Linked DNA regions of Mus musculus: all the other regions are linked to region 1. Evidence: chromatin contacts called from public HiChIP or PLAC-seq and promoter capture Hi-C data. All regions are on one chromosome and are shown on one strand. Each heading gives the region's core, a stretch centred on a gene start, on an enhancer-like site or on the middle of the called end of the contact. The rest is flanking DNA. Distances are from core to core; before and after follow the strand shown. Region 1 holds the start of Gnai3 (guanine nucleotide binding protein (G protein), alpha inhibiting 3). Region 2 overlaps Gm40121 (a long non-coding RNA gene). Region 3 overlaps Gm40121 (a long non-coding RNA gene). Region 4 holds the start of Elapor1 (endosome-lysosome associated apoptosis and autophagy regulator 1). Region 5 has its middle 55 kb from the start of Eps8l3. Region 6 holds the start of Wdr47 (WD repeat domain 47). Region 7 overlaps Elapor1 (endosome-lysosome associated apoptosis and autophagy regulator 1).

Region 1 (2,925 bases), core at 114-2,613:
CCAGCTATACCTTCTAGAGAGGTCTGGTAGAAAGAGGGCGTGAAGTTGAAACTAGACAGATGTACTTACTGTGTGGACGTGGGAAAGCGACTGAATTCCTCTGAGCCCATTTTCTCATTGGCGACAATGGGGATTAATATTACCTACCTCACAGGGTTGTTGTGAGGATTAAGAGATGAGACATGGAAGTGCCTACCTGGCAAAAAGGTACTCAATAATGTTGTGTTTCCCCCTTTCCTCTTGACCCTTTCCCCCCTAGAAGTGATCAGAAAGGAAAAGCAGTTTCTTTTGGAAATGAGTGGGAGACTTTCCAGACTTGGAATTGACAAGCATTATGGGTGACGTGGACGAGGTTAATCTAATTAGATGGTTCTAATTAATTAATTTTCACTATAGACCTTTCTCTTGGGAATTTGTAGCTTAAGTTACCTCCTACTAGAGAAATGTTTTAAATTCCAGGGAAATGTTTCAATGGCTGTAAAAAAATGCCCCTTCTTAAAACGGGTGTTGAGTCATTGTGGGTCTATTTAGTAGGGACTTTAGGATATTCTTCACAGAGCCAATATTCAGGAGATAGTAGAAAGACAACTTTTACCAAACTTCCCCCTTTCTGTGGCTATCACAGAGGAACTCTTGTTAGATTAGAGATTAGCTCGTTTATTTCTGGGTATGGAACTAAGTCCTCAGGTTTACCTGGAAGAAAGGGAAGCGTGGAAATATTATAAATGAATTACACCTAGTTTCATATTCTAATACTTACTACCTATTTTTCACTCTCTATTACTTGATGCGGTCGAGTGATCCTTTGCCAACATAGGAGTGCCAGGCATATGTACAGCTCACAGAAATCCATACGTTGTAGCAGAAGGACTAATATATACTTGGCATAATGGGTGTAGCCAGAGGAATGGGTGAACATCCAGGCTGGGCAGCTCAAGGATCAGACGGAGGGAACTTTGGCTGAAGTGCCCAACACGCGGCTCTGGACAGAGACCTGGGCTCCAAATCACAGATGAAAAGGAAAAAAGGTTTTTTTGTTTGTTTGTTTTCTGGAGAGGGAGGCTTTTCCCAACAGCAATTCCCAGAGGACTGTGAGCTCTCATTTGAGAATCTGATCCTCACCGCCAAACCTCCAGAGCACACCACGTGCTGGAAGTCCCGCTTTTTCTACACTTGGAATCCAAGTCCAGGAGCCGGAGAAGTAAAAGGGTATTAAGGCTGGGAGGTGCGGAGCGAAGGCTCGCCATCACTCCACGGGGACAGTCAGGTACCAGGGAACTTCCGCTCTCCGTACCACCTCCGCCTCCCACTGGCACAGCGCTCTAAGTAGTAACGGCCGCTGGGCGTCGCCGGAAGTGTCGTAAACAGCACACATCCGGTTCTTCCGGGAGCTAGGGGAGCTGACGGAGAAGGCCACCGCCCAGCAGAAGACCCGTCTCCGCCGGTGTGTGGCGATTCCCGCGGTGTGTGTGAGTGAGCCCGGGCCCGGTCCCCTCTCCCGCCGCCGCCATGGGCTGCACGTTGAGCGCCGAGGACAAGGCGGCGGTGGAGCGGAGCAAGATGATCGACCGCAACTTGCGGGAGGACGGGGAGAAAGCGGCCAAAGAAGTGAAGCTGCTGCTGCTCGGTGAGGGGCTGGGGGCGGAGCTGGAGCGCTGGAGCCGGAGAGCCCGGCCCCGGGAGCAGCCGGAGCTGATCGGGGTCTGGCCAAGGCCGGCAGAGAGGACCCCAAAGGGACAAGGAGGGGATGCCCAGCAATGGGGCGGGTACTGGGCTTGGCGACTGAGGCCCCGGAAGGCGTGGGGATTTCAGGTTGGAGAGGGTGTAACCCGGCTGGGATGGTACTTAGTAGAGTTGGGGAGTTTGGAGCCCCGAGACTGTGCTGGGAATCCGGGCACGGCTCTTAAAGGGAGGGACCGAAATTAGGGAGGGTTCACACTGGGCTGGAACGTGTTGAGGAGGATAGTGTATGGTGTCTGGTGGGGCCTGTCTAGGGTTTGTGTGAGTTTGATACTTGATGTCAGGATAAAGCTGGAAGGATTGAATGATTAAATAGCGAAGCTAGTACAGAGAGGGTCACATAAAGAACTTGCTCGCAAGTCTTTTTGTGCTGTTAGTGAGGTGGGTTGTCCAGGAACACCCAGGAGGCGGTTGAAATAAATGACAGGTTCTTAGGTATAAAAGAAAAGACCTTGGGTGCAGAGGCCACTAATACTTTTTTCAACTTTTTTTTAAAATCTCTCTCTCTCTCTTTTTTTTTTTTAAATTCTCTTGAGCTTCCGTGATTCCTTTTTTAAATTAAAGGGCTAGGGATGGTGTGAGCTGAGGAAATTGAAAGAATGCCATTTTTGAGGTTTGGGGTAGAGGACAGTGGGACCATGTGTGTCGGGAATAGTAGAGGATAACATATGGACTGGGGCAGATTTATTGTAGAGATTGTGATCTATTTGGGAGGGGTTGATTTTTTTTTTTAATTGGGTTTTTCAAAATAAAAGTATGTATTGGCTTTCAGACTACAAACACCGTGTTGTCTTATACTCAAGTGGGCTTTTTTATCTCTAGTCAGACATGTTTCAGTCAGGATAATTTCGTTTTAAACTTTGATAGGCCCAGTAAATCATATAAACTTCTCTCGCATTAGCTTACCAGTAAATCCAGCTGTATTCATTATTTATATCTTTGAGGAATCTGTTAGATGAGAATCATTACGAATAAGTCACAGGTTCTGGAAGCAGCAGAGCTTTTTAGATAAATACCGTCCCGAAAGGTCACTTTAGAGCACTAATTTCACTTTGTAGAGCTCCAGAGGACGGACACCACTGCCATAATCTTAGGCTGACTTCGTGCTTTAAGATGGGCTGGCTGCTTGCTTATATATTTTGGAAGCTCTGAGCGGCAGCTTGAATATAAAGAAAACGTTATGCA
Region 2 (2,970 bases), core at 174-2,673, 340 kb after region 1:
CTGGTAGATGCCATGTGACCAGCTGAGCTTGACCCCTTGTGCCACCCCTCCACCCCCGCCACCATGATGGATTATACCCTGGAACTGTGAGCCCAAATAAACCTCCTTTCCATTATGTTGCTATTGTTGGGGTATTTTATCAGAGCAACAAAAACAAAAATGTAACTAATTGGATACCTAGTAAATGCCATGTGTAGCTGTTATCCTTCATTGCTTTGTGAATAGAAAAAAGAAAGGGTTGTGTGTCAATGCTGAGTCTAGCTTCAATTAAAAAAAAATTCAGGCTTGTGAGATGGCTCATCGGTTAAGAGCACTGACTGTTCTTCCGAAGGTCCTGAGTTCAAATCCCAGTAACCACATGGTGGCTCACAACCACCTGTAATGGGATCTAACGCCCTCTTCTGGTGTGTCTAAAGACAGCTTCACTGTCTTTACATATAATAATAAATAAACCTCAAAAAAAAAAAATCCATGATGAACTAGGAAATGGCTCCATCGGAAAGGTGACTCTGTGCAAGCATGAGGGCTCTGCCTTCAGGTCCTCAACGCCCAACAAAAGCCTGGTGTAAGGATGCACATCTGTAAGCTCAGCACTGGAGGAGGGAGGGCAGAGGCAGGCAGAGCCCTAGAGCTCATTGACTAACCAATCTAGGCAAATTGGTGAGCTTCAGGTTCAGTAAAACCCTGGCTCAAAAAATAAGGTGGACAATTATAGAAAAAGACACTCAGCATTGCCCTCAGGCTTCTACACGCACCCACCCACATGAACACATATGTACATACCACATGCATACATACAGATATTTGCAATCCAAAGTTGGTTAAGTCCATGGACATGGAACCCATAGATCTGGTCCAGGCACTGTTTGGGGTGTATCGTTAGCTTACCGAATCATTCTGAGAGCCCAAGGAAGTAGTGTGATGATCATCCTCACTGACAAATAGGGAAACTGAGGCACCAAGATCCTATGACTTGTCTACGTTCTCTTGGCAAGGATTTGAACTCTGGCTCTAGAATCCTGGCTCTTAAGCCATTATGCTGCTTATCTCTTAAGTTTGTCTTTTCTTTAAGTTTCTTCTAAAAGGTCCAAGAGAACTTTTATTTACTGGATCTCAAAAAATGGAGGGAGAGAATCAGCATAATGAAAGAGAACATGCATAATCCAGCAGAATAGCTGAACAACGCTGACCTGCAGGCTCATCTGAAATAGGATGTGGAGGGATGTAGAGAGACAGAGCAAACCGCAGAAGGACGAGATCTAAAGTAGCCGCAGGGGCTGCTGAAACCCAGCCAATGCCAGCAGCTCTCAGGGCATCTGGATATTCTCCTAACAGGAAGAAGCAGGATGCTAATCTACTGGGAAGCATGATAAAGCCAGACATGAACACTTGGTTCCTGACACAGCATACTAAAGGAATCTGGAGAAGACCAAGAGAGGGGTGGGCCTTGGCCAGACATCCGATGCTGTGATTCTGAGTGAAGAGAGCTTGTGGTATCTCAAGGGAATGTTTTAACTTGCCTGACCCAACCTTATGGGATCTTCTGGGGGTGAGCAGGCCCTAGGCATCTGCATTTTTATAAAGTTCCTCAAATGAATTCTAGCAGGAGTCCTTAGAAGGCAGACTGGTTCAGACTCAGACAGCTGATGCTTATGAGCTCTCCTGGTGGCCGTGGCAGTGGCGGTGGGGTGTGTTAATGTGTGTCCATATGTGTATGTGTGAATGCACATGTACATACGCTGCTGCATGTGCAAGGAAGTCAGAAGACAACACCAGGTGTCAGTCTCACTCTCAAACCTCTCTGACCCAGGTCTCTAACTGCTTACCACTGCATGCACAGACTGGATGGTTCACAAGCTTCTGTCTCTGCCTCCCACATCTCACCATGGGAACACTCAGATTATAAATCCTCACTACTTTACAGGAATTGCAGGCCCTAAGGCCTTTGTAGCAAGAGCTACGTGGAGCCACCTCCCAGTGAAATGTTTACTTACAAACACAAAAGTCAACAGGAAGTCCATTAGGACCTAGGGGAAGCTTGTGCTAGAAGTTGGGATTTTCTCACCTAGGCTCCAGGTGGGCACACCAGCCTTAGTAACTTCCATGGCTAATCACATTTTCCTTCCCAGGCTGAGTCTATGATTATTTTCTATCCTTTTTTTGTTTTTCATGTAGTTTATTTTTTGTTATCTGTTTTGTGCTCACAACAAAATTAAGCTTGACTTAACATTAGGATATATGCATATTTTATTTCATAAAAAAGTTTCATGAGTATAATTTTCACTGTCAACTTAATATTCCTTATATGGATATGATGAGGCTTAGTGAGCCTTTCTGCAACTGGACAGTAAGGTTATTTCCAGTCTGGGCAAGGCGGTAGTAATAGTAAAGCAATGATGAGCATTTGAGAGCCTCACCCCCACATCCCACCCACACGCACAAGCACAGAGTTAGTACCACTTCTTGAGAATAGAGTATGAGACACATTGGCTGAACAAATACATTTTATGGCTTATTTTCCAAACCACCAATTTGCCTCAGAGAAGCTTCACTGAAATTTACATCCTTCCTGAGAACTTGAGAGGCTCTACTCAATACATTCCTACTAACTGTGGTAGAGACTCCCTCTTCCTACCCTCCCCTCAAAGACAATGTGTCAGTAAGTTTCCCTCACTGTAACAAAATACTCAACGCTGTGGAATTTTGTTGTTGTTGTTTTTAAGAGAGAGGCTTATTTAAAGCTGTGGGGTTTGGTTGTTGTTTTTAAGAGAGAGGTTTATTTAGCTAAGTTTGAGTCTAGAAGCCCAACACTGGGTGACTGCATTGATTTGTCCCTGGTGGTGGCCCCTTTATTGGGCCATATCATGATAAATAACACCATGGTGGAAGTTTGTGAACAGATAGAGACCAATAGTAAGACAAGAAGCCACAGCCACACTTGGGTCCTATAAGAACTATGTAAATCCTCTA
Region 3 (2,974 bases), core at 439-2,938, 360 kb after region 1:
AAAGAAAAGGCCAAGCGAGGACAGGCCATAGGACTGGCTTCTGTCACTTTCACTTAAAGAAGAAAGTGATGTCCTTGCCGGAGGTCCATGGAAGCCAATGGCAGTGGTGCTGGAGTCAAGCCTTGTGTCCCTTGGGCAATAGGATGAGGCCAGACATTTGGAAGGTGCGGTTTACAAATGCTTTTGTGTGATACAGGGCTGGCCACACAGGGGTTGAGGTCTCACATGAAGGTTTTCTGAGCTCTCTGAGTTTTCCCTGCACCTTAAGACACTCTCCTTGCCCAGGTTCCCATGCTTTGTGGATTGGAAGCCTGTGGTGGGTGGTGAAAGGGGATATTAGAGAGAGAGGCACATCTGGGCAGACATAGAAGGTCCATTCCTACTATATCCAGAACCTAACCTGTAAACGTCCAACACAGGCTCCCTTCTCCCCTAACTTCCAGGTATGAGGAGCTTCCGAAGCTTTTGAGGATGGCAGTGTTATGATTTAAAAAGTGGTATTTATAAAACATAATTATGAAAGATTTGTATGTCCTGAGTCCTGTCAGGAGAAGATATCACCTGGTAGACCACCTTTGAGTATGGTGCTGTATGGGATCCTCTTAGCCTGCGAGCTCCAAGGGGTAGATTACCCACAAATGACCAGAGCACTTGAAGGGCATCTCTGTGGCTGAACTGAGATGAAGAAAAAGAGGTTTCACCAAAGATCCAAAAGGTCAAAGGCCATGAGGCTTTGACTCGGGGAGGGGACAGGAACACAGACAAGGAGCTAGACACAGCTGGAAGCACCCCTTGTCAGGGTTCCTAGGTCCCCACCATGGTGGACTTGTTGCTTTTTTTGGTCTTTGCCTTCCTGAAAGAGATGTGGATAAAGGTGGCTTTGTTTTTTTCTAGAATGGTAAGGTGGGGAACTAGGGAAGCCATGACTTCTTTCGAAGGCAGACTTGGGCTCATAGGAGGGAGAGGTGCAAGGCAGACTCTATACAGAAGAGCTCATGGCAGTGGAGGGTGCAGAGGGCCAGTGGGGTGACTCAGTAGATAAAGACACTTGCTGCCAAGCCTGACAACATAAGTTCAATCTCCAGAACCCATGTGGTGGAAGAAGAGAATGAACTCCTTCAAGATGCCCTCTGACCTCTACACACACAGACACATGGACATACAGACATACAAACGTACACACATACCATGCTGAATTAATATGATAAAAATATTTTTGAAAAGAGAGTACAGAGAATAATGCAGTCTTCAAGACTTGTCTTGGGATAAGGGATCATGTCTTAGCTGACAAGGGGCAGAACTGAACTGTAGACATGCCAGACGCTTCCATTGGATCTATACTTTACCAAGGTGGGAGCCTTACCCATTTCAGTACATAGTTCTAGGTTCTCAAGACTAGACAAATAAGCTGTAGCCCACCCTACATGGATTGGGCTTTATCCAGACGTGCTACTGAGTTATCCCCAAGTCAGAAACCAGTCTCCCCGTTGTAGAACATAATGGGGTGGGGCAGAAAAAAGGACCTGGTCATAGAGGGTCCACAGAGTGATAATGGAGTGAGCCCAAGAAATGAGCTAATGCTCCTCTTTGGGCTACTGCTGACATCTTTTTTTCCACTCCTAGTAGTCACTTCCCAGAGCCGCCCCCTTTCTGGGGCAGCTGACTGTTGCTCAACCTTTGCTTCTTAAGTGCTGTCCCTGGTTTCCGGCCTTCATACCTCTGTGTCCTCCTTCCACCTCCACAACACTAGTTCCTCTTCAGTTTTTGTTTACTCACTTCTGTTCCTACAGCAACCCATGTGTCTGGGGCTAGCATGTTCTCATTGGTCACTTCTCCTTGGCCATCCCCATGTTCTCCAAGAGGGCTCTCACTCCACACAGCATTGTGATCACTTGTTATGATGGTTCCCAAACTTAATTTGGCCCTGATCAATCCTTCATTCTAGGACCCCCATCCTAACAGCAGTCTGCTAAGCAGGTATCCTAGACACCTTCCCTAATCCCCAAATGTAACACACAGCTTGCTAAGCAGTCTTTATGGAGGGTGGAGAGCCATGTTGGGAGGCCACAAGTCAGGAATTATCCCTGGAGACCAAGCCACTGGAGGTGCTGACTTCTGACTTCCACTCATTAGCATCATGCTGCCAGAGGCTGACAGGGCCTCTATCTGACTATTCTGTCCCTCTCCTGTGGTTATGCATAATTCAAAGAACAACAGAAAGGGGCTGTGCTTTGATGTTGGACCTGGAAGACTGAGACTCCACTTGAAGACACATGGGTGTAAAATCTAACCATTGGGGTTTTTTTTGTTTGTTTGTTTGTTTGGTTTGGTTTGGTTTTTTGTTTGTTTGTTTGTTTTGGTTGGTTGGGTTTTTTGTTTGTTTGTTTTGTTTTGTTTTTTCCGTTTTCGAAGCAAGATCATCATTGAATTAGATCCTGCCACTGACAACATCAAAAGACTCAGGGGGAAGGGGTGTACACAGAACTATCACACTCTGTAAAGGAAGATTTTTCTCAGGCAGAACACTTGGTGGCTGATAGAGTCCATCCACTCTGTGAGGGCCCACTGGGAATTTGGTGAACATGTTTATGTCAGTATAGCACCTCTTCCCCTGAGAATCCTCAGAAAGGAAGATGATCTGTCAATAGAAAAGGGCTGAGGCTGGGGACTCTGTTCAGGAGGCACTCCCTGGGGTCCTACTCAGAGCTCAAAACTTCAAAGGAACAACAGGCCATTACTTGAGTTGCTTTCTGTCATGGTATTTGTCAACACTCAGATGCATGACAACCTTCAGAACAAGGATCCTGGAGGCACTTGATCTTGGTCTGCTGACTCACTGGCCCTCAGGGTTAGGGGTTCCACTGACAGGTAGAGTCACTTGCACAAGTCATCCACTTTCACCCAGGCATCCATGCACTCTTCATCCAGCTAATATGGCCGCCGTCACTCTTGTCTATGCCTCTCCACCATTGCA
Region 4 (2,942 bases), core at 129-2,628, 390 kb before region 1:
ATTCCCCATCACTGCTTTGACAGACCTTGTTCTACATTAGAGCTCAGTTCCCTTCCCTCTGCTCAAAACCACTTCCAAAACGTTATCAGACGCAAATAGCGGACCTAGGAGACAGGCAGAAAACAGATTTCTTTGATACTTGGTGATCTCATCAGAGTTAGGTTACCAAGAATTTCCTGCAGGCCCCACTGGGAATTTGCTGAGGAAACCTCAATGTACCTTAGAAGCCCACAGATTTCCCAAATGTTTGTCTTCGTCGCGTAAGGCAGGGTTCGAGAAAGTTTCCTGAGGCTGAAGCATGTTTAAAGGCCCAGAGACGCACGCTTACTCCCTGGAGACTAGTGCAGCCTCAGCACGACCTGGTTCGCAGAGGATCCCGGGTCCCAATTGTTTGGAACGCCCAATTTTTAGTTGCTAGGCAGCTATCCCTCCAGTTATGACAGATGTATTCTGATGCGCCACCTGGCGGTTCAACTAAGAAGGCTCCTTGAGAGGAGGCTGCTGTGAATGGAGGGAAGGCGACCTGGATACGCACTCTGGAGCCTCTGTTGGAAAACGCTGGCTTCCCAAGGCATGGGATTTCTGCGAAAGCTGACGAAAGAAACACTAAAAGATGACCCAAATGTTTCCTTCTCGCTTTCACCTAAAAGAGAGCTTCCCCATTTTCAAATCAACGAGAGTAAGAGAATGTCAATATATATATATATATATATATATATATATATATATATATATATATATATATATATATATATATATCTCAAAGATCTCACGTGTCCTACTTGCAAAACTGTCGATTAGGTCACACTCCTTGCTGTTTAACTATGCAGACGTCATGGTTGCTCACTGAGACGGCTGTAAAAACGTGGATGGATTTGGTGGGGAGGAAGGATGGAACTAGTTTTTGCAGTTAGTGCTGGGGCCACTCTAGGAGACCATCCCTGGAAGATAACGAAGACGCCTGTCTTCCCCTAATCGTTTTACATGCCATGTTTACAAAATAAGATATGCTTAGAAATAGCCCCCTGCCCGGAAGAGTAATAGGTGCGAAATGAGCTGCTGCAGATGTTTTGGAGGGTTTCTCTACTGCGTGCTTTACGTAAGCCTGTTCGGTTAGTTGCAAACCCTGGCTCGTGCACTCCCACGCCGCGCGCCAGCGGTGGCGGCTGCCATGGAGACCGGCAGGTGAGCCGCACAGGCGCGCGTGGTCCCTGCCCCACCCGCGCTGAGCGAAGAGGATGCGGTTGTCAAGGCGACATGGATAGGAGGAGGAGAGGACCGAGGGAGGAAGAAGGATGGGCTGCCTTGGCGTAGCCGCAGGGAGGTGACTGAAGCGAGTCCAGCCCCTTGCATCCTCCCCCTGTGTACCTCCCTCCTCTTTTTTTTTTTTTTTTTTTTTTTCCTCCTCTGCCAGCATAAGCAGCCACCGCAGCACCTGAGCCGCTACTGCCGCTGGCTCAGGACAGCGCTATGGCAGAGCCTGGTCACAACCCCCATCCTTCTGCCAGAGACGGAGGAAAAACTGAAAGGCGCACACCCCGGCTTCTGTGGCTGTTGCTTTGGGCTGGGACCACCTTCCAGGTGACCCTGGGAACCGGACCCGAGCTTCACGCCTGCAAAGAGGTACTGTCCACTCCACCCCCTTGACCTGATCTCACTTTGGGAAAAAAAAAAAAAAAAAAAAAAAAGAGCTAAAAAGCCTAGATCCAGATAGAGACCTTGGAGATCCAGTCACAGTTTCAGGGGCCATAGAGTTCAATTTTTTTCTAGGGATGAGTAGGAGCTGGAGCGAGGGAAGCAGGCTGGTGTCGTCATGGGGGAGGCCAGCCCATCGGAGGACTCCTAAAATAGATCACCCTCAGGAGCTCTCAGCAGCTCTGGCTCAGGGAGTAAGGTCCGAAAGAGTGACAGTTCTCAGAAAGAAAGAGAAAGAAGACAGTAGCTGCTTCCCAGATGGGTGAAATTACCTAGAGAGTGATTGGAAACATCGAGAGACCAAACAGAAAGAGGAAAGGAGGGAACTGGGATAAAAGTAAAGTTAAGGACTGGTAGTAGACTGGGGTCAGAAGCCCTTGGGTCTGAGGGTGGGAAGCTCGGGAGACCAGCCGTAGGATCCTACCTAGTAAGTGCCCTCTGTGTTAACATCCAGTTGCTCGCAGCTGCTGGCTGAGGCCCTCCTGGAACGCTTTGCCTGTTCCCTTGCACACTTTGGTTAGTGTTTAGCACATGTCCCACCTTCTCTAGATTTTGAATTCTACAACATATCCCCCCCCACTCTTTCCTTTGAACTTATGTTAGCATATGCCACAAGTCCTTTTCAAGGTGTCTCTAAAATGTTAACAACATAATTCACAAAAGAGGTAGTGAATGTCTTCTAACAACCACAACAACAAAAATGATTTTGAAAATTGGTTTTTGGGGGGACATATGACAAGACAATAGGAATACCAAAGTTAAATAGTTTTGGTATTAGTGAAATAACGATATTTGGTTTGTGCTGTAAGTGACTTAAAAACATATGGTAGAGACAACATTGAAATATTTACAAAAAGTATATTGGGGAAGGCAGAATAAAATTTATGCAGAATGTGAGAGATTTGAAAACATGTCAAAAGTCTAGCACTGTAGGGGAGATGCTAAATATCAAACCTAGCTAAGGTTTTGAGGGGTTAAAATAGTCCTTTAAGTCACCAGTGTTAATTAACAATGCCAGTGCAGTCCCATAAATACAATTATGGAGGGTCCTAACCACTAGCCTATCTACAACATAGCAAATCACAAAAGAAGCAAGTGGGATTCATTAATATTTGAGTGGCCCATAGGTACTGGACTTGGTGTTGCATCCCTTTAATCGCCAGCACTTAGGAGGCAGAGGCAGGTGGGTCTTTGTGAGTTTGAGGCCAGCTTAATCTACAAATCGGGTTCTAGGACATAGCATGTTC
Region 5 (3,132 bases), core at 566-3,065, 320 kb after region 1:
AGGATGCAAATGGGGTTGAAGGATTCTTGGGGCATGCGTCTAGGGAAATAGTCAGTACCTCTAAGGATTCCTGACCTCCTCTAGGATGTCACTGGTGCACTAGTAGGACTACATGAATCCCCATCAGACTGAGCATGCTCCGTCTGGGCCTGTCTGCAGCATGGGTTGGCCCACTGGGACCCAGATCAGTGGTTTCCTGGCTAAGAGCCTTAGCTACATCTGAGGACCAGAGCTGAACCTCTGTGCCTATCGCTTGGGCCAAGTTAGATGGCAGGGATACTGATGGGATAAACAGGGAAGAAGGAGTTTGGATTTGGTCCCTGATGTTGGGCCTGTGGACTCAGCCTGTCTTCCAGGAGGCACTGAGGTGATAGGGACTCAGATGCAGCCTGGATCCTCTCTGGTCCCAGCTGTCTCTGATTCACATGTAAATCCCAGGGGCCTCTTCAAGGCTGGAAGCTTGGCAAGAGCGGGACTGGGTGAGAAAAGAAGCTAGAGAGAGACATACAGTAGGGCTGGAAACATGAGCTGTGTGGGCGATGGAGGGACATGCTTAGCTAGCAGACCAACATTTGTTGGTATTGTACACGATCTAAGAGTGCTAGGCATGTGTGTGGATGCACACACATTGGTATGTGTACCTGTGAATGCAGGTGCCCACTACGTGTAGAAGGCGGTGTTGGATTCCCTGGAACTGAAGTCACAGGTAATTGTGAGCTGCCTGATGTGGTTGCTGGGAACTCAACTTGGTCCTTTATAAGCACAGTATGGGCTCTTAACTGCCGAGTCACCTCTCTTTAACTGCTGAGTCACCTCTCTTTAACTGCTGAGTCACCTCTCTTTAACTGCTGAGTCACCGCTCTTTAACTGCCGAGTCACCTCTCTAGCCTCAGGGTGTTGAGTCTCCTATGCATATCATTATTCTGAATCGTCATCACCACTTCAGGGGCAGGCACCCTTACTGCTCCCATCGCTCTGATGAAGAACCATGAGCCTGTGTGTCTGCTACATCACAGACTCACAGAGTCTAGTGCCTGGAGGCAGGGCAGACTGGCTAGTCCAGGATTGAGATCATCCAGCCCTGGTTTCCTCCATTCCTGTACTGATTCTTCCAACCTGCCCTCACAACTACACACACCCTGACCGGTTGGGTCTGTCCCTTGTAGGCAGTCTCCTGCAGTGCTCTTTTCTGTGCTCTCTGGAGGAAAGCTGAAGGTTTATACTGACATGGAAATGAGTCACGGAAGGGACGGACTGGAGACATTTAGGAAAGAACCCCTCCTGTGTTCCTGGTCACTTACTAGATGGGAGAAGGTAATGGGAGAGTCTAAAAGATTAGTGGCCTGACGTATGAGACACTGGCCTCCTTAAATGTCCTCTCTTGGTTTGTTCCCAAGAGGATGTGATGGTGCTAACGGGACCTGGTGAAAGGAAGGTAACTAACTCACTGTGGTGTACTCTTGACAGAGCCATTGGATCTCTGACCTTTCTCCCCTCTTTTTGCTTCCTGGATACAGAAAGATAAGCAGTGTTCTCCTGCCATGTGTTCTACTACTGGTCCAAAGGCAGGAATGCAAAATAGCCAGGAACTGAAACCATGAGTCAGAACAACAACAAAAAACTTCATCTTATAAGTCCGTCTCAGGTATTCTCTCACAGCGACAGAAAACTGACTGAAAATGTTCATTAGTAAGACCAAGATCATAACTTTAACACCCCCGTTTTGCTAAAGCTGGATGGTTACCCTGGATGTGGAAGTTCTGAGGAAATGGTAAAGTTATTCAATTATAAGAGTATTCGTATGATTTCAGGAATGTGTGTTTTATGAGAGAACAAAGCCTTGAGCCAAGAGATGAGGACTTAACTAGCAAGGGCGTCTTCCTGGGCACAGAAAGTCCCTACTGTTTTTCCAAAAACATACCTAACATCCCACAGCTGGCTGGTAGATGCCTCCTGTGAGGCCAGAAACCAGGATGAGCTGTTAAAAGACCCTTGTGAGGAACCTCAAGGCCAGGCCCTGAACCTCCAGAGGACTTTTTAAGGGCAGAAAGTCCTGCCTTCAGAACTGAGCCTGTGTGCCCAGGAGGCTTCCCCTAAGAGAGGGGCTTCCTGTAATCAACTGACACTCAGCCCGTGTCACTGCAGCTGTGTGAGCTGGTCTCCACAGACCAGTGGACAGACAGATGGAAAACAACAAAGTTGGGTTCTGCCTGGAAGGCACAGCTTTTGCTTTCCTTGAACAGCCCGGTGGCCTTCCTGGCAGTGAAGACTTCAGAGCTCTGAGAGAGGCACAGTGGGGCTTTCTAATGCAGCTTTGTCAGAGCAAGCACACATCTGTATGTATATGTAAGCACACATACAAAATTGAACACATTCAAATGTGTGCATGTACATGCCCACCAAGAGTAGACTCAGGAATAGGTTGGGTATGTCTCATTATTTTATTTTTATTTATTTTTAATTTTTGCATTGTTTATTTGAGGGAAGGTCTGGCTATGTAGCCTTGGCTCACTCTGTAGACAGGGCTGGCCTTGAACTCACAGAGATCTGTCTGCCTCTGCCTCCCTAATGCTGGGATTAAAGGCCCAGGCCACCGGATCCAGCATCATTTTGCTTTTAAGACAGGGCATTACTACACAGCCCCAAACTTGCAGTCTTCCTGTCTGAGCCTCCCAAATGCTGGGATTTCAGGTGTGTTTTGCCATGCCTGGAAAAGCAAATGAATTCTCTCTCTCTCTCTCAAAAGGTTTTTATTTGTTTATTTGTTTTTAATGAGTGGTTTGCTTGCATATATGTCTATCCAACCATGTCTTCCCTAGTCCCAATTGCTTGAAGCTGTCAGAAGAGGCCATTGGATTGCCTGCAACTGGGAATGGTTGTGAACCAACATGTGAGTTCTGGAAGCCTAAAGTGGGTCCTGTGTAAGAGCATCCTGAAGCATCCCTCCAGCCCCAAATTGACTATTTTAAATATCCCCGTTTTCATGAAATAATGTCAGATATTTAAAAACTTTTGTCTGATTAACAGAGGGTTAAAATATAATGGAAATATTTCTAAAGCGTTTAAAAAAAAAAAAAAACTAGTCCCAAGTAGTCCATTGCATTAATTTCAAACTGGCTTGGGACTTTGGCA
Region 6 (3,019 bases), core at 229-2,728, 450 kb before region 1:
ATCTCCCACCTAAATAAGACCTCCAGAATGTGCCATATAAAGAAAATTCGACTGCTAGGCGTTTCTCCTTTCTAGTAAAATGCTAACATAACATATGCCAACACTTGAGACCCCCCCCCAAAAAAAAGAAGTGGTATTATCTGTGAAAAAGATTTACAGCCCTTTTAAACCTGTATGTTAATTCCTGTGCCATTAACTTTTTATAGCATTCTATGAACTCTCTACAACAAAGGGGGGAAACTAAGTGTCAGGATTTCAACCGATGAATCTGGGTGGAACAAAGACTTCTCCTCTCATTATGCAGTGAGAACCAAGTTGCCAAAAAAAAAAAAAAAAAAAAAAAGCTCCCCTCAGACGACACCCTTCGTAGTTACTAGCTGCATGTCTGGATGTACAGGGGGGAAATCATCAGGTCAAATACTGCCGCTGCCTACTTGGTTCCTACCCCTTTGCCAAAGGCGTCGTCCCAGAGCTAGAGCCCCAATCTTTTTCTCCCCAATACAGCTAAGCAGCTTAACCCTCTGAGTTCCATAACCTCCGGTGTCTTACGCAGGCGTCCCCGGGAACAAATCACGTTCGAAATTCAGTCGATGCCCCTGTCCCCACCCTCCCAGACCCCACAGGACTGCTCCTAACAGCCACTGGCCTGGCGTCAGAAAGGGCAAACCCGGATCCCCCACAAACCCTCAACCCCGCCACTCCCTACCCATTCGCCGGCCAAGGCGAGCAGGGAAAGGGACCAGCGCGCAGCCCTCAGTCTCGCCCCAGCCCAATAGAGGGGCGAGGCAGATGCAGCCCAGTCAGCCCTCCTCGCGCCCCTCAGCAGCGGCGAGGTGGATACTCCATACCAGGGCGAGGGGCATCGCCCAGCCGCCCGAATCAGACTGGCAAGTAGGGGAAGGTGTGGTCCAGCAGTGGCGGCCTGGATAGATTGCCTGGCGGGTCCCAGGTCCTGTCCCCGAGACACCCGGGCCTCGCCCGCATCCCATCTTCTCGCAGTCGCCACCAAAGCCTACCCAAGACACTCCTCCCGGCTGCGAACGCCGCCCAAGGGGCTGTGGGGTCTGCGCCGCATCAGGCTAGTGACAGGTGGCGACGGGTGACCATGGCAACCCACGGTGCACGGCGGCCCGCCCCCGCCTCCTGGAATCCGCTCACCTGAGAGCTCCGGGCGGAGCCGGCAGAAGCGGTGGAGGAAAACGCGGAGGAGAGGCCGGCGGCCAGAGCCCCGAGACAGCCAATTCCAGTCTAAGGCGCGAGCGCGAGGGCGGCGGTCTGGGCTAAGCAGCCCGCACGTCAATCCATCAGCTCGTCAGCCGGTCCTGCTCGCGTCCGCCCCGATCCCGCCTCCGACCGCTCCGCTCCGCGGACTGCGGTTGTCAAGCGCCGCTGGAACGGAGCTCCAGCCGCCAGCTGCAGCCAATCACTGCTCGTCCCTGGAGCCGCCTCAGGACCCCTCCTCGCGAGGCGGCTAGGCAGGTGCCTGAGCAGAAGAGTCGGCTGGGCCAGCCCAGGAGGGTAGGGCGGGGCCTAGAGGCGGGGCCTAACACGGGGGCGGGCAGAATCTAAGACTGACGCCTGGAGGCTCCTGGCCCTCGCCTTCTCTGCTCTTATGGTTTAGGAGATGACTGTAAGGAGAATGTAGGCCCAGAACCTTCGGGTGACGCTATGTTATGTCCCAAAATAGCGTGGACAGGTGTGGTAGTTTGAATGAGAATTGCCCCCATACTCATGCATTTGAATGCTTGTCCCCAGTTACTGGACTGACAGGAAAAGATAAGGATAGCAGTTCTCAACGTATGGGTCCCAACACCTCCTAGGAGGGTAACATATCATATAATTTCAATTCATAGCAGTAACCAACTGGTCTGAAGTAGCAACGAAAATAATTTTATGGCTGGGGGTGAGGAGGCCACCAAAAGATGAGCAACTGTATTAAAGAGTCGCAGCATTAGGAAGGTTGAGAACCACTGGATTAGGTGTGAACAAGTTGGAAGAGATGTCACTGAGGGTGGTCTTGGAGGTTTCAAGAGCCAGTCCTTTCTGGCTTTTTTTTTTTTTTGTAAGATTTATTTATTATATGTAAGTACACTGTAGCTGTCGCCAGACACCCCAGAAGAGGGCATCAGATCTCACTATGGATGGTTGTGAGCCACCATGTGGTTGTCAGGATTTGAACTCAGGACCTCCAAATAGAGCAGTCAGTGTTCTTAACCGCTGAGCCATCTCTCCAGTCCCAAGCCAGCCTTTTCTTCGTTTTATGTCTGGTGCTTGTGGATCACGTGTAAGCTGTTAGCAACTGCTCCAGCATCAGGCCTCCCTGTCTGCTGGCACATTCACTGCCAAGACCGTCATGAACTAACCCTCTGGAACCCTGAGCTAAAAATTAAATGCTGTCTTTTATAAGTTGCCTTGGTCGTGGTGTTTCATCACATCAATAAAAAAAGTAGCTAGGACAACCTGTCTGACACTTCCAAATGTCTTCTGTGCACTGGGTTTGACTCTTAATTCTACTCCAACGATTAACTAATAAAGCTTAAGTGAAATAAATACTCCTTCCTTGCCCTTTTCCGTACTCCATCTCCCTCCATGAAAACCATCCCCTTCCAGGCTCTCCATGTGTAAAGCTAATCCTATCTTGAAGCACTTAACAAGGCTGCTGTTTTGAACTGCCCTTTTATTTACAGTAGTAACCTCACTCCTACACATTTGTGTAGTAGTATTCCCCCAGATACGTACTGCTCAAGGAGCTGAACCTCCAGGAACCTTAGCATAAAGAATCCAGAACTCAGGAGGCAGAGGTAGACTTATGAGAGATTTACCTGGCCTGGTTTACATAATGAGTTCCAGCCAGCAAAGGCTGGGACCTCAAAAACAAACAGACAAAAAATCCAGTTCAAGATAAATGGCCAGGTGAGTCACAGCATTGTGTATGCACATAACATATCCAATAAATAAATACAATACTTTAAAGACCAAGTATGTTGGTGCATGCCTGTAATTCCAGCAGGATAAAGAG
Region 7 (3,209 bases), core at 407-2,906, 330 kb before region 1:
CTCTCTCTCTCTCTCTCTCTCTCTCTCTCTCTCACGTACACACACACACACACACACACACACACACACACACACACACCTTGAATACCTACAAGGACCAGCCTTGGTGCTACAGCCTGAGTTGGTGCCTGTCCTCCAGGTTGAACCAAATAGGAGAAATCTGCCCATGTGGGCACACAAATGTAGGAACTCTCCACGGTGCAATAGGGAACAGTGCCGGGACTCCAGAACACACTCACCAGGTTCAGATCTCAGCCTCACCCCTCACTAGATGTGACATCTGGGCTACACTGCTTGCTCGTGCTGCAGTCCCTATACACAATCTTAGTGGAGGCCTGAGAAGCAACCATGTCTCTACATCTTTACCTCCAAAATAGAAGTGATGATGATCATGTCCACCATACACTGTTACCACAGGGATTGGCTAATGCAGGAAAGGATCCAGAAATGGGCCTGGTATTTTGTAATTGCTTTTTTTGGTTTTTGTTCATTATGTTTTGTTCTTTGAGACAGGGTTTTTCTGTGTAGACCTGGCTGTTACGGAACTCACTCTGTAGACCAGGCTGGTCTCGAACTCACAGAGATCCACTTGCCCCTGCCTCCTGAGTGCTGTGTAATCACTGTTTTAAACAATGTTTCTTGCAGTGTTGGGGATAGATCCCAGAGTCCTTGCACATGTTAGGCCAGCTCTCCTCTGCGGAGCTTCAGCTCTAGCCTAAGCACTAAGTACTATTACACTTATTTGTTTTATTGTGTATGTGTGTGTGTATGTGTGGGTTCATGCATGAACATGTGTGCATGTGAACAACTTGCAGGAAGGAGTCAGGTGGTTAGGCTTGGTGGCAAGGACCTTTACCCACTGAGCCATCCTGTTCACCTTATCCCTTCAGCATTAGTTTTGTTTTACTTTTTTTTAAAAAAAGATCTATTTATTTATTATATGTAAGTACACTGTAGCTGTCTTCAGACACTTTTTCTTCTCTCTCCCTGGCCCTGCTCACTCCGGCCGTAGAGTTAGTTTTACTAATTCACTTTCTTTTAATGAAGGCCTGTCCAGATACCCCTCTTACAGGATGAAAATGTTCTCGGTATAGTTTACAATAATAGCTCACTTGTACAGAAGTTTACACTCAATACAACATTGTCTCATTTATGACTCAAAGCGTGGTGTGGGAGTGAGCCCTCCATTTACAAATGAAAGGTAGGTTCCGAGAAGACCTCAGCATCTGAGCTGCTATGAGCTGTGCCCTTATGTGTGCTGGGGTCCTGTGCCTGCTGAGGAAATGTTTTCCTTTGATAAAATGGGCCCCAGAGAGAACACTGGACTAGAAGGGGGGCCAGATCGGCAGGAGAAGGTAGGTACAGAGGAAGCACCCCGGGCCCTGAGATCAACGTCGTCTTACATGTTTTCCCACGAGCGTTCCTCCTCAACCCACATTCAATCCCTCGCCTTACCAAACATCTAGGTGACTTTTTCACACTTGACCAATGCCCAACTTAAGCCTCTTGGTTTAAACCCGTGCTTGGAAAGTGAGGTCTGTCTGAACATTGCAGTTAATCATTTATTAAAGCCATTTTCACAGTGGTCTGTGTGTAAACAGCTGGACCATTTCTGCTAAAACTTAGACCTAGGGTGTCAGGTTAAGCAAATGTTTAACTAGCAGAACAAAGGTCTTTGTGCCAAATACATTTTCTAACACTTAACTTCTGCTCTGCCAGACCTGATCCACAAGGCCCTGGGAACTGGCACGTGTTCAGCACCTCTCTCCCCACCCCCAAATCTCTCCTGGCCAAGTCAGTCACCAACCGGAGTTTCTAGTTCCCTCTCTGAGGAATTGAACCTCCTGCCTTTATTACTGAATAAAGGCGCTGAGCCGATTCCAGCTGTTTCCCAACACTTCCTTCTTGCCCAGCCTAATAAGACAGGGACAGAGAGATGGGGAGATATTCAGTCTCTGAGCTCCCAGTACAGGCCAACAAGGCATCTTTAGAGTCTCTGACAGAGGAAGTCATCTGGGAAAGGGATGGAACCTATTAAGAAGTAAAGTCACTAGAAAGGAGGTGAAGAAACACATAATCTATTAAATCTCCCTGGACAGTTCTCAAATAAAAAGAATATGCAAGCTTGCAGGCAAATAATAGTGACTGCATTTCTTTTTTTTCTTTTTTCTTCTTCTTTTTTTTTTTTTTTTTTTTTTTTTTTTTTTGCTTTTTTCGAGACAGGATTTCTCTGTATAGCCCTGGTTGTCCTGGAACTCGCTTTGTAAACCAGGCTGGCCTCGAACTCCGAAAAGGATTTATTTTGGCTTTTGAGACATTTGTGGTCCTGGCTACCCTGGAACTCACTATGTAGACCAGGCTAGCCTGGTCTGAACCCAGATTGGTCTGCCTTTGCTTCCTGGGTGCTGGGATGAAAGTTGTGCACCACCACACCCTTTATATGTGTATGCATGATGTCATACACTTGTTTTCCTAGTACCTAAGGCAGTAAGATTAGGAGTTCCAGGTTAGCACAGGCTATGGGGTGGGCTATAGTTGTCTCTAACATCAAAACAAAAGAAAAATATGACATCCATTGCTTTGAGGAGGAGGAGGGTTCATTAGTTCTTCTGTAAAGGTCCACGGTATTGAAGCAACATTATATCATTATAAGGGTAACACAAAAAGCCTGATAAAATGGCTAAGGACATGGGGTTCAGTGGTAAAACATGCCTGGAGCCCAGGGTTCAAACCCCAGTGCTCCCCAAGTGGGAGAAAAGTAACTGGGTGAGAGTCAGCACTAGGATGCTGAGGCTGAGGCGAGGCAGAGGCAGCTTCATCTTGAGTTCATGGCAATTCCAACTTTATCTGTGTGGGGTGGTCTCATGGAGAAGGGGAAGTAACAGATGGCCTTCTTCACGTTTGTCATAGGCAAGAGAACTCTCAGACGAGGTCTAAGGATGGGGCCTGGAGAGATCGCTCAAAGGCTAAGAACACTGGCTTCTCTTCCAAGAGATCCTGGTTTGATTCCAGAACCCACATGGCTCACTAACTCCAGTTCTAGGGGAATCCGACACCCTCTTCTGGCCTCCGTGGGAACCAGCCACACATGTGCAGAGACATGCATACATGCAGGCAGGCAAAACAGCATTACACATATAAGTAAAAGTAGGTTTAAGAAAAAAAATTCCTTGGTAGTGTACACTTTATTCCCAGCACTTGGGAGACAG

Evidence for each region. Promoter capture Hi-C pulls out the DNA fragments that hold promoters and counts their contacts. HiChIP or PLAC-seq counts read pairs in DNA pulled down with a chosen protein or histone mark.
Region 2: a contact with region 1 is called in a promoter capture Hi-C map of hippocampal neurons, with 2.3 times the contacts expected there. The contact joins the enhancer-like site here to the promoter of Gnai3 in region 1. A contact is called at or near these places in 8 of 39 promoter capture datasets (the 3T3-L1 cell line, the C10 cell line, embryonic stem cells and 4 more), 1 of 484 Hi-C or Micro-C datasets (the G1E-ER4 cell line) and 3 of 115 datasets of contacts at active chromatin or transcription factors (the 230-238 cell line, bone marrow-derived macrophages and pancreatic cancer cells).
Region 3: a contact with region 1 is called in an H3K4me3 HiChIP or PLAC-seq map of bone marrow-derived macrophages, with 3 times the contacts expected there. The contact joins the enhancer-like site here to the promoter of Gnai3 in region 1. A contact is called at or near these places in 2 of 39 promoter capture datasets (the 3T3-L1 cell line and liver), 4 of 115 datasets of contacts at active chromatin or transcription factors (bone marrow-derived macrophages, embryonic stem cells and pancreatic cancer cells) and 1 of 9 other capture datasets (adipose tissue).
Region 4: an H3K27ac HiChIP or PLAC-seq map of microglia shows a contact between it and region 1, with 5 times the contacts expected there. The contact joins the promoter of Elapor1 here to the promoter of Gnai3 in region 1. A contact is called at or near these places in 2 of 484 Hi-C or Micro-C datasets (embryonic stem cells and regulatory T cells), 2 of 115 datasets of contacts at active chromatin or transcription factors (memory CD8 T cells and microglia) and 3 of 9 other capture datasets (adipose tissue, liver and pancreatic islet).
Region 5: an H3K4me3 HiChIP or PLAC-seq map of embryonic stem cells shows a contact between it and region 1, with 6 times the contacts expected there. The contact joins the enhancer-like site here to the promoter of Gnai3 in region 1. A contact is called at or near these places in 5 of 39 promoter capture datasets (embryonic stem cells, hippocampal neurons, liver and 2 more), 1 of 484 Hi-C or Micro-C datasets (the G1E-ER4 cell line) and 5 of 115 datasets of contacts at active chromatin or transcription factors (the 230-238 cell line, bone marrow-derived macrophages, embryonic stem cells and 1 more).
Region 6: a promoter capture Hi-C map of liver shows a contact between it and region 1, with 6 times the contacts expected there. The contact joins the promoter of Wdr47 here to the promoter of Gnai3 in region 1. A contact is called at or near these places in 7 of 39 promoter capture datasets (the 3T3-L1 cell line, frontonasal cranial neural crest, hematopoietic stem and progenitor cells and 4 more), 1 of 484 Hi-C or Micro-C datasets (embryonic stem cells), 3 of 115 datasets of contacts at active chromatin or transcription factors (bone marrow-derived macrophages, embryonic limb bud and microglia) and 2 of 9 other capture datasets (adipose tissue and pancreatic islet).
Region 7: a contact with region 1 is called in a promoter capture Hi-C map of liver, with 3 times the contacts expected there. The contact joins the enhancer-like site here to the promoter of Gnai3 in region 1. A contact is called at or near these places in 5 of 39 promoter capture datasets (the 3T3-L1 cell line, liver and pre-B cells) and 1 of 9 other capture datasets (liver).

The regions. Positions count from the first base shown.
Region 1 is chr3:108,144,590-108,147,514 of GRCm38.p6, reverse strand. It overlaps Gnai3 (guanine nucleotide binding protein (G protein), alpha inhibiting 3), which reads left to right and starts at 1,363. Exons shown (of 9, transcript NM_010306.3): 1 at 1,363-1,627. The coding sequence starts at 1,510.
Region 2 is chr3:107,801,139-107,804,108 of GRCm38.p6, reverse strand. The region is part of intron 2 of Gm40121 (a long non-coding RNA gene); the gene reads right to left. Among named protein-coding and RNA genes, the nearest start is that of Csf1, 42 kb to the right of the region's middle. Within about 2 kb of position 1,423, at least 13 of the 459 cell types and tissues checked have an H3K27ac peak or open chromatin away from gene starts, as enhancers often do. A contact at or near this core is called in hippocampal neurons, where this site is marked.
Region 3 is chr3:107,782,210-107,785,183 of GRCm38.p6, reverse strand. All of the region lies in intron 1 of Gm40121 (a long non-coding RNA gene), which reads right to left. Among named protein-coding and RNA genes, the nearest start is that of Csf1, 23 kb to the right of the region's middle. Within about 2 kb of position 1,688, at least 31 of the 459 cell types and tissues checked have an H3K27ac peak or open chromatin away from gene starts, as enhancers often do. A contact at or near this core is called in bone marrow-derived macrophages, where this site is marked.
Region 4 is chr3:108,534,977-108,537,918 of GRCm38.p6, reverse strand. Elapor1 (endosome-lysosome associated apoptosis and autophagy regulator 1) reads left to right here and starts at 1,378. Exons shown (of 22, transcript NM_001346518.1): 1 at 1,378-1,623. The coding sequence starts at 1,471. It overlaps 1700013F07Rik (RIKEN cDNA 1700013F07 gene), which reads right to left and starts at 335. Exons shown (of 5, transcript NM_029314.1): 1 at 220-335. The coding sequence starts at 300.
Region 5 is chr3:107,821,149-107,824,280 of GRCm38.p6, reverse strand. No RefSeq gene overlaps it. Among named protein-coding and RNA genes, the nearest start is that of Eps8l3, 55 kb to the left of the region's middle. Within about 2 kb of position 1,815, at least 89 of the 459 cell types and tissues checked have an H3K27ac peak or open chromatin away from gene starts, as enhancers often do. A contact at or near this core is called in the 230-238 cell line, the G1E-ER4 cell line, embryonic stem cells and 3 more, where this site is marked.
Region 6 is chr3:108,589,737-108,592,755 of GRCm38.p6, reverse strand. It overlaps Wdr47 (WD repeat domain 47), which reads right to left and starts at 1,478. Exons shown (of 15, transcript NM_181400.3): 1 at 1,159-1,478.
Region 7 is chr3:108,475,503-108,478,711 of GRCm38.p6, reverse strand. The region is part of intron 7 of Elapor1 (endosome-lysosome associated apoptosis and autophagy regulator 1); the gene reads left to right. Among named protein-coding and RNA genes, the nearest start is that of Gm23336, 21 kb to the left of the region's middle. Within about 2 kb of position 1,656, at least 35 of the 459 cell types and tissues checked have an H3K27ac peak or open chromatin away from gene starts, as enhancers often do. A contact at or near this core is called in liver, where this site is marked.